Regions from separate parts of the Mus musculus genome. Here regions 1 and 3 are each linked to region 2. A link is a contact called in public Hi-C data. All regions are on one chromosome and are shown on one strand. Each heading gives the region's core, a stretch centred on a gene start, on an enhancer-like site or on the middle of the called end of the contact. The rest is flanking DNA. Distances are from core to core; before and after follow the strand shown. Region 1 has its middle 21 kb from the start of Gm34549. Region 2 overlaps Gm29683 (predicted gene, 29683). Region 3 has its middle 92 kb from the start of Gm34549.

What was found. A called contact is a pair of places that touch in the nucleus more often than the background predicts.
Region 1: a Hi-C map of uterus shows a contact between it and region 2, with 4 times the contacts expected there. The contact joins two enhancer-like sites. A contact is called at or near these places in 4 of 484 Hi-C or Micro-C datasets (cortical neurons, cranial neural crest and uterus) and 3 of 115 datasets of contacts at active chromatin or transcription factors (astrocytes, forebrain and stem cell-derived neural progenitor cells).
Region 3: a contact with region 2 is called in a Hi-C map of uterus, with 8 times the contacts expected there. The contact joins two enhancer-like sites. A contact is called at or near these places in 1 of 15 datasets of contacts at CTCF or cohesin (stem cell-derived epiblast-like cells), 28 of 484 Hi-C or Micro-C datasets (adipose-derived mesenchymal stem cells, cardiomyocytes, cerebellar granule neurons and 16 more), 11 of 115 datasets of contacts at active chromatin or transcription factors (astrocytes, craniofacial prominence, embryonic basal ganglia and 6 more) and 1 of 9 other capture datasets (embryonic stem cells).

The regions. Positions count from the first base shown.
Region 1 is chr7:68,466,063-68,469,068 of GRCm38.p6, reverse strand. No RefSeq gene overlaps it. Among named protein-coding and RNA genes, the nearest start is that of Gm34549, 21 kb to the left of the region's middle. Within about 2 kb of position 1,463, at least 9 of the 459 cell types and tissues checked have an H3K27ac peak or open chromatin away from gene starts, as enhancers often do. A contact at or near this core is called in uterus, where this site is marked.
Region 2 is chr7:70,330,622-70,333,321 of GRCm38.p6, reverse strand. All of the region lies in intron 1 of Gm29683 (predicted gene, 29683), which reads left to right. Among named protein-coding and RNA genes, the nearest start is that of Gm29683, 5.8 kb to the left of the region's middle. Within about 2 kb of position 1,426, at least 109 of the 459 cell types and tissues checked have an H3K27ac peak or open chromatin away from gene starts, as enhancers often do. A contact at or near this core is called in uterus, where this site is marked.
Region 3 is chr7:68,578,552-68,581,308 of GRCm38.p6, reverse strand. No RefSeq gene overlaps it. Among named protein-coding and RNA genes, the nearest start is that of Gm34549, 92 kb to the right of the region's middle. Within about 2 kb of position 1,473, at least 5 of the 459 cell types and tissues checked have an H3K27ac peak or open chromatin away from gene starts, as enhancers often do. A contact at or near this core is called in uterus, where this site is marked.

The sequences.
Region 1 (3,006 bases), core at 214-2,713, 1.9 Mb after region 2:
GCTGACTTGGTAATCAAGTTAAAGCTTAGGGAATGTTTACTTTGCACCTTTTCCATTTGCATTTTCTGGGCCATGGATGAGCTCAGATTTTTTTTTTTTTAACAGAAACTGGAAAGTTAGGCTGAGAAAGTAGGAATTGTGCTACTAATTCAGAGCCTGCTGACAGTGAGGAAACTGTCACCTGTGTTTCAGCAGAGCCGCAGGACGGAAGACTTCATAGTGTAACACAGAAAAGCTGTGAGGTGGGCCCTAATTAGAGCCCTCGGGCCTGGAAATGTGGGACACTGCTCAAGGAGGGCAGGGCACTCCAAGGAGTTGCTTAGGGAAATATTTAACTTTCCCTTACTGGTCCTTAACCAGGAACGAAAATTACAAAGAGTGTCACTTGTTAACCAATGTGTACTTTGGGGACTGACTGCTACAGAAGTTGTCACCTGGCTTTCTGGATTGTTACTAGAGAGAGCAAGTCTGGCTCTCGGCAAGCTGGCTTCTGAGACTGGGTAGTTCTAGATATGGCCATGGTTTGCTAGGCACCGTGCTACAGGTTTTGATCAGTGTTATTTTTATATATGTGCTGGCCACTGTCCTTTTGTATAACCTGTCTCTGCTGTGTAGACACTCCAACCCACCACAAAGGCCCCTGGATGAAACCCCACGATCTGTAAAAAGTAAAAGTCAGGGATGGTATAGAACACCTTTAATCCCGCCTCTCAGGAGGCAGAGGCAGACAGGTCTCTGACAGTTGTGGGTCAGCCTTGGCTACATACTGAGACTCTGTCTCAAAGTCCTAAATTAATCAATTAAATAAAATATAGAATTGTTTGGAAAAAAAGAATAAAATAAAGTATTTCAAGACATTTGAAATCTTCTCTGCAACCTATAGTTTAAACCAGTCAGTAAGTGAAACATGCGAAGAGAACTTTGGAGCCAGGAGGGAACCGGTATCTGTTTCCACAGCCTCCTGCGGTAGGTGACATTTCTAGTCATGTCTGGAATGGCTACACAGAACTAGAATCTGGTCTCCCAGCACCCAAGTTGTATCACACAGGGTTCTGATTACAAGGAGGTTGTCCCTGGGAGTCTCGGGAGACACCCAGTGTTTGTTAAGAGTTTGGTAGTTGTCACTGAGGTCAGAAAAGTATCTGCATTGTTTCCGAATGCTAAGCTAGCTTTATTCCAGAAGGCATTTTGAGGAGAGTTGCATCACAAGCTATTGGCCACTCCAAACACCATATCTTTACCTGGAAATAGCAAGAGGGACAATGGACAATTGCCTTTCCCTGGTATCTCCCAGGCTGCCATGCTGCAGCTCCAGGATCCCTGTGTGCCTGTTGTGAGTGTGTCAACAGAGTTGGAACAACAGAAGAGCTGCTGGTGAAACCAAGACATTCTGAACAGAATACATCACATCTCTCCAGTGACTGCCTATTCCAAAACGAGGCCATGAAAATACAACCCCCTGTGGCCTCAAACCACTAAAACAACGTCCAAAAAAAACGTCAAATTAATGGGCCCTTCCTAACAGGCCAGTTCTGTGGTCATGCAAATACAAGATCTTCCTTGATAAGAATAGCAGCAGAGAATGTTTTGTTGTGGTGGTTGGGTTTTGGTTTTTTTGTTGGGGGGGGGGTGTTTGTTTTGTTTTGTTAGTTAAGCAAACAAATTAAGGCCAATCCCTAAGTGCTACATAAAACCTGGATTCTGTTTTATCTTTCGATTGTCAAAATAAACACATTTGACCTAGCATTCTGTCCAGACAGTAAAAAAAGAGCACAGTAAAGATTAAGGTTCTGGAACCTGTCCTGTTTTCTTTCTCAGTTCCAGCCCTGGGTCTGTTCCAACAGATGTTCATGCAGGCACTTCTGAGAGCAGCTAACCACGGCATGATCACACAGTTAGAGCTAGGCGTGGATTGCTTTATTTGTTTGTTGGTGGGGATTTGGTTTGGGTTTCGAATTGTAAGTTGCTACCCTGTGTCAGTGCTAAGGGTCAGATCCATAGTCTCATAGAGACTTACGACATCTCCATTCAACTGAACTCCTGGCCCAAAGTGTGTATCTGTGTATCTTCAGCTATTCTCTCTCTCTCTCTCTCTCTCTCTCTCTCTCTCTCTCTCTCTCTCCCTGTGTGTGTCTCTTTGTGTGTGTGTGTGTGTGTCTGTGTCTGTGTCTGTGTCTGTGACTGTGTCTGTGTCTGTGTCTGTGTGTCTGTGTGTGTCTGTGTCTGTGTCTGTGTCTGTGTCTGTGTCTGTTTCATTTTCCGTGATCCAATGAACTGCTACCAACGTAAGTTGTTTTGGAAGCCCTAAATACAACACATTCTTCAACTCTTCTTTGGGCTTGACTCAAAAGTCACTGGAAATTAGTCTAACAGTTCAACTAAATGTGTCTCTGTTTGTTTTGATGATTACATGGCACATGTTTTATTATAGAACCAGGACCACCAGATCTGGGATGGCACCACCCATAATGTCGACACAATCGGACACTAAGAAAATGCACCAGAGGCTTGTCTCATCTGGATCCTATGGAGGCACTTTCACAATTGAGGCTCCCTCCTCTCTGACATAAAACTAGCCAATACACAGCTTAAGACTCGGTACACTAAAATGTCACTTTTACGTTTTGAGATGGCAAGAAAGAACTCCATGTATTGCTTCATGCAAGTGTTCTCTGCTAATCTTGGGTTTTTGTGGGGTTTGGGGTTTTTGGGTTTTTTCTTTTCTTTTCTTTTCTTTTCTTTTTTCTTTTCCCTTTCAAATTCTTTCCCTCTTCTTTTGTTTGTCAAATATATCAGTTATTGTGTAGCTCCTGAACATACTGTAATGCTAGATTGTTTATTCATTTAATGAAAGTTTTGGGGGTTTGGCTAGCTGGTTTTAATACATTCCCATGTCCTGTAATTGACATCACGTCTAGAAATATTTCTCCCATTCCATTGTTATTGTTTGCTTAATGTAAATTTTATATTTTTCTTTTTTCTAACTTTCACAAAAATACTAACTTG
Region 2 (2,700 bases), core at 177-2,676:
AATGTCACATTATAGAGGGAGAGCAGGCTCTGTTTCACAGTCTGTCAGGGGTTTGGAAGACTCCATGAATGTTACCTTTTGAAAATACTCCCCCACCCCCGTTCTCTCTCTCTCTCTCTCTCTCTCTCTCTCTCTCTCTCAATTTTCTCGGCCCAAGAGGAAGCTTCATGCTCTCTATGACACAGACTGGTCTCCACAAGGAGAGAGGATCCGAGCCCTATAGGTAGGAAATGACAGGTGTCTGCAGGTTTGAGGTGAAGGTTGCTGGCGCTGCTCTTGTACCAGCCAGAAGATCAAAAAACGACTTCTGAAAAGGGCAGAACGGGGTGGTATTTTAAAGTTTACACTGAGCTTGTAGAGACAATCAGTTCTCAACCACTTCCTTTTCAGTCACAGAAAGGCCTGGAGTGCTGGGATAGGGTTTGAGAGAGAAACGAGCTTAAGGAACCGGGCAATCTTGCCAGAGACTTCTGCCCCTACCACTTTTCACACCTGCGCTGCCCAGTTTCCAGTTCAACCCTGAGCCAGAGAGGCTGCCTAAGCCTCTGGCCTCTGGGTCTGCCTGTTTTGTCCCTTCCAAATGCTTCTAGCAGGCACAGATGCTCTCACGGTCGCGTCCCTCTGGTGCATCTTGGAGAAACACTGGCAAACAGTGCTTTTCTGAGGAGCAGAAGGGCTGCTTAAGCGCCAGCAACAGGTCCATGCTGAGATTCCTCTGTCCTTCACCGGCCCCTCCTTCCACCCTCGCTACTGGGGTCCGCGGGGTAAAGGGGGGGATCTACTTCCCCCTTCCTCCTGGGTCACCCACAACAACCCAGGAAGGCAAACATCAGGTTTGCACTGTTTCTTTGGATAAACGCCTGGCTAAATGCTTCTAATAATGAATGGCCTTTCGCTGGACACTCGCTTGAACCGAAGAGAGGACCTCACTGGAGAACACCAAAAAGAAAATAACTAGAAAGTGGAAAGGAACACGGCCGGCGGCGGCCTCTAGGATCCAGACAAAGACATCTGAGTCTGTCCCTTTGCAGTCGCCCATCTCTCCTTCCTGCCTAGAGATCTGATTTGGTCCTACTGCGGCTCCCTAAGAGCCTTTAGATCCGACGTCCCTTCACTGGGGACCTTGAGCTGAGATCCCAGGGCTGGAAGGCTCCGATTCTAGCCGGAGCTGGAACCTGGTGGCCTCAACACTTGCGGGATGCTGCTACTGGGCCACAGTCCCTGCCTTGCCCACAGGAACCTAAACATCCCCGCGTCCTAGGTTAAGGTGGTTAGGGCGAGGGGGTAGGCTCCTGGACCAGCCAGGTCGAAGCGATGAAACAGCAACTTCTTCTTCTTCTTTTTTTCCCCCTGGCAGGGAGGAGGGAAATTCGTCGGAGGAGGTCGGTGGAGACTCCTCCTTCGCTCCGCCCGGAGGCAGCCAGAGCTCCGCTAGCGGTGCGTCTCCGCCCGCCCGAGCGTTTCCATAAATCAGGCCGCTGGCAGGCTGCTAATTAGCTCCGGCCGAAAAGAATGAGAGTTCTGTAGCACACGGTGGGTTGGGAGTGGGGGCCCAGTAGGTGGGAGATCAGAATTCCCCAGGATTAACGGGGGGACTCCTTGGGGGCATCTCCGCGCTCCCTGCCCGAGCCACCTCCGATCACCTCCTGCCAGCAAAGGCCCGCAAGTTCGGGCCTCCAGATCCCGCGCCTCCCGCACTGCGCGCACCTCTGCAGTCGACCTGGCCCGCCCACCCACGCCGAGGCCCCCTCTCCCACTCGCTGAGCATGCCTGGCGTTAATTAACTCCCCCTTCACCCGGTGCAGTATCGGAAGACTTTCAAAACTCGTCCCAAAGTGTTTCCTTCTCAAGCCTGAAGGCAGCGTTTGGAACGACCCGCAGAAAAGGGGGGCGGGGTGTGGATCTGGGGGAAGGGTTGGTTGCACCGGGATTTGAGATAACAAGACTTCCCCAGCGATTGTGTGGGTAGAGGGATGGGCTGTTGTAACCTCATCCCCTCTCCCCTAGTGAAAAGGCAAGACGGTCAGGGAAGATTAAAAATAACATTAAAGTTGGATTATTGATTTCCATGTAAATTGCCAGCCGAGAGAGCTACTTCTGTTTATTTTCTCTTTTCCTCCCCCACGCTTCTCTAAGCCCTCTGGGCTCTGCGCCCTCGGAGCCATTCCCACCCTCCTTAGGGACGAGACTCCTAGATGACATCACCAAGGAGAACGGCGGCCTCCCCGCCCCTGGCCTCAAGACCCCTGAGCAGAGATTGACAGGTGTCTCTAGCAAAGACAATGCCTTCCAGGTGTCAGTATTCCCGTTCCACCCCTCCCACTCCGCCCTCTTTGCTCCTTTCCCTTAACAACTCTCCTACCCACCCACTCTTCCTCCACGAGGCTTGTTCCTACCCCACCCCCACCCCCAACTCCTTGCTCTTTGCATCTGGGCACTAAGCTTCAGGTCCTGAGACTTAGGCAGGGAGCCGACGCCGAGGGGCCCGGATGGCGCTGGTGTTGTTTGTGCCCGAGGGGGAGGCCAATCCGAGATGCCAAAGGCTCGAGTGAGGGTCCAGGAGGTGGCAGGGCCCAAAGCGGGTAAAGGGTAACCGAGTGAGCATTTTCAAGGAGCCAGCTCAGTCTCTAGATTTCTGTCTTGACGTTATTCTCTACCCTCCACCCGCGATCTCTCCTCTTCTCTTCTCTCTCTCTCTCT
Region 3 (2,757 bases), core at 224-2,723, 1.8 Mb after region 2:
ACCAAAAGCATCACCCAAAAAAGCTCCCTAGATACAAAGTCACTAACAGAGAAATAATAATGGTTTCCACACAAGCAACAAACAGCAAGGAAAGATAACTTAAGAAAAAAATCACAATAGCTTTAAGACTATATAAAACATTTAGAAATCATGGAAGAGGAAACGTTTCACCGTATAAAGTATAATGGGTGTTGTTGGAGTCTAATGAACGGAATGAAATGATGGAAGAACGATCTCAATAAACGGGGAATGCGGCTGTTCTCCAGACAGTACTGACTCCGTGCCATGGAGATGTGGTGGTGGTGGGAACAAAAAGAGCGGACCCATTTGGTAAAGCTGTCAGATTAAAAATATGTACGTTCCCAGAGATTCCCACACCAGTTTATAAAGAGACAAACCTAAGATGGTCATCACAAAAGGATATCTGAAGAGTCCTGGGCAGTTCAGGGATCCACCCCTAGGGGGCAGTGAATAGCATTCTAGTCCAGGTAGACCTCTCCGCAGGAGTCAGAAGCAGGAGGGTTGAAGGTATATACACAGCAACATAATCTCTAAAGCACAGTAGTTCATAGGAGAAGAAAGGACAGAACAACCTAATACATTTTTGAAAAATAGAAAGCCCACAAAAATGCATATTTTAGAGTAGAGCCTGCTGCTAAACAGAACGGTCTAGTGAAAGGTAAACCCTGTTTTTGTAAAGTTAAAGGTGGGGGGAGGCAAGGCGAGGGAAAATGGAGATAATAAAATGAAGGGGAAATTAATAAATTCATGAATGAATGAATGAATGAATGATGTCTCTCAACAGTTTGATATTGATAAATCTTCCATGAGCTGAGAAGCACCAGCAAGCCTCACACCTGACTTCATTCTATACCACTTATATATTCTATCATTCTCTATATCTATCATTCTACATATTCTTATATTCATACTCTGTATTATGTCTATTGTGCAGTATCTATATGAGGATGCGTTTTTAATGATCAAACCAAACCAAACCAATACAATACAATACCTGAATGACTTCCAAATTAAGCAGACAAATTGTTCAGACCATGTCTGAGACTTTCTTTCCTGTCATAATCACAGCCCACAAAAGAACAGTTGCAAATTTTTTAAAAATAAAAATAAAAAACCCACTTAGCTATACTTTACCCTCTAATGTAGATATGACAGCTACAAGAGAAACTGTAAATGAAACAAAAAGAAAGCAAGACGAGGAATGGAGGGGCGTGTGAAGAATAAACCTGAAAGTGGCGTTACCAGTTCCTAGCCAAATGAGAAAAAAAAAAGAGCAAAATGGAATGGAATGTACAGTACGGCAGAAAACAATCCTCTGGGTTTTTTCGAAGACCTCTTGTGCGCCTTGGGAAGTGGATTTTAAAGTCAGGAACTCTGCGATCTTTCCTAGGTTTGGGGACAAATTCAGGACTGGGCTGAGCAGTTGTTTCCATCCGTGGAACTCTGCTGCCACCTACTGGTAGGAGCCTGCTACTTCTTCAGGAGCCCGACTTGTTAGCTCCAGGCTACCCGCAAACCAAGTCCCTTGTCCCTTGGGACTGAAGTATGGGGATTCGCTGCTGTCAATCACTCCACCTAGAAGATTTTCAGATCAATACATGTATGTGTTCCGAGGGTAATTAACAATAGGCTAGTTTATCGACTAGGTGAGTCTCTGACTTCCTATTATTTCTCTCACTTTTGAAAATCAAAGAAAAGACAATTATCACTCGAAGCATGGCCTCTTCCCTGTCTTTCCTTTTTCCCCCCAAGGGAGGTGTGAGTTTAATTAAAGAAAAGAATCACACGTTTTGTGGTAGTTTGCAAAGCACATAGTGGGCTAGTGTCTAACAGCACTTCCCCTTTCCTGGTTAAGTACCAAGGATCGTTTTCTCCTGGCTAAGGTGTGAGCTGAGCAGGGCAGGAAACCAATGCTTATGCTTGTGGAGAGGGCGGGTCCTCGTGGGGGGGGGGGGGTTGACCAGCTGAGGGAGGCAGTAAATGGATTTAATGTGGTTTTGAGCTCCAGAATAATTGCTCGGATTTGGTTGAGGTACAAAAGAAAAGAAGAAAGCGCCATCGAATCATTGAATGAGTCCTTACTTGATCAAACAACAGTGATTTGAGACAGAAATTACAGTAAATTTTGGTCAAATTTACTTATTTCCCACAATTCACCTTTAAGTTTGGTCCACGAGATTAGTTTGCTGTGAACGAAATAAGATGCCCGTTTTACTTGATCCATCGAAGCTCTTTAATCAAGGTCAATGACTAGACTTCCCCACCCCACCACCCCACCACCACCACCACCACCAAACCCTCCATCAAAGGCTGGCCTGAGAACCCCACACAGAGATTCCCTGAGCAGGATGGATAATTAGGAGCTTGGTAGTTCCAAGTCCAGCCTTAGAGAGGAGGAGATGCCAGAGATGCGCAGAGAGGCGGCTCTTTATGGAGACAGGTCCAGGGAAGAGGGCAACGGTAATTACCGGGCTGTGAGAGCTCATGTACACCTTGGGAATTATTGGTCCATAAAATGTCTGGAGATGTATGCCAGAAATCTAACGTCTCCTGTGCAGTGTGGCAAGCTGAGCTAAACCAGCCAGACGTGATGAAGATAGGGAGTCTTGTTTAGGAGAGTACAAGGAGCCAGTGGAGATGGTTTGAATGGAATTATACACAAACTCAAATCCCACCCTTACCAGCAGGGAGATCCACTCCAGAAACATTGGGGATGCACAGATGCAACTCCAAGAA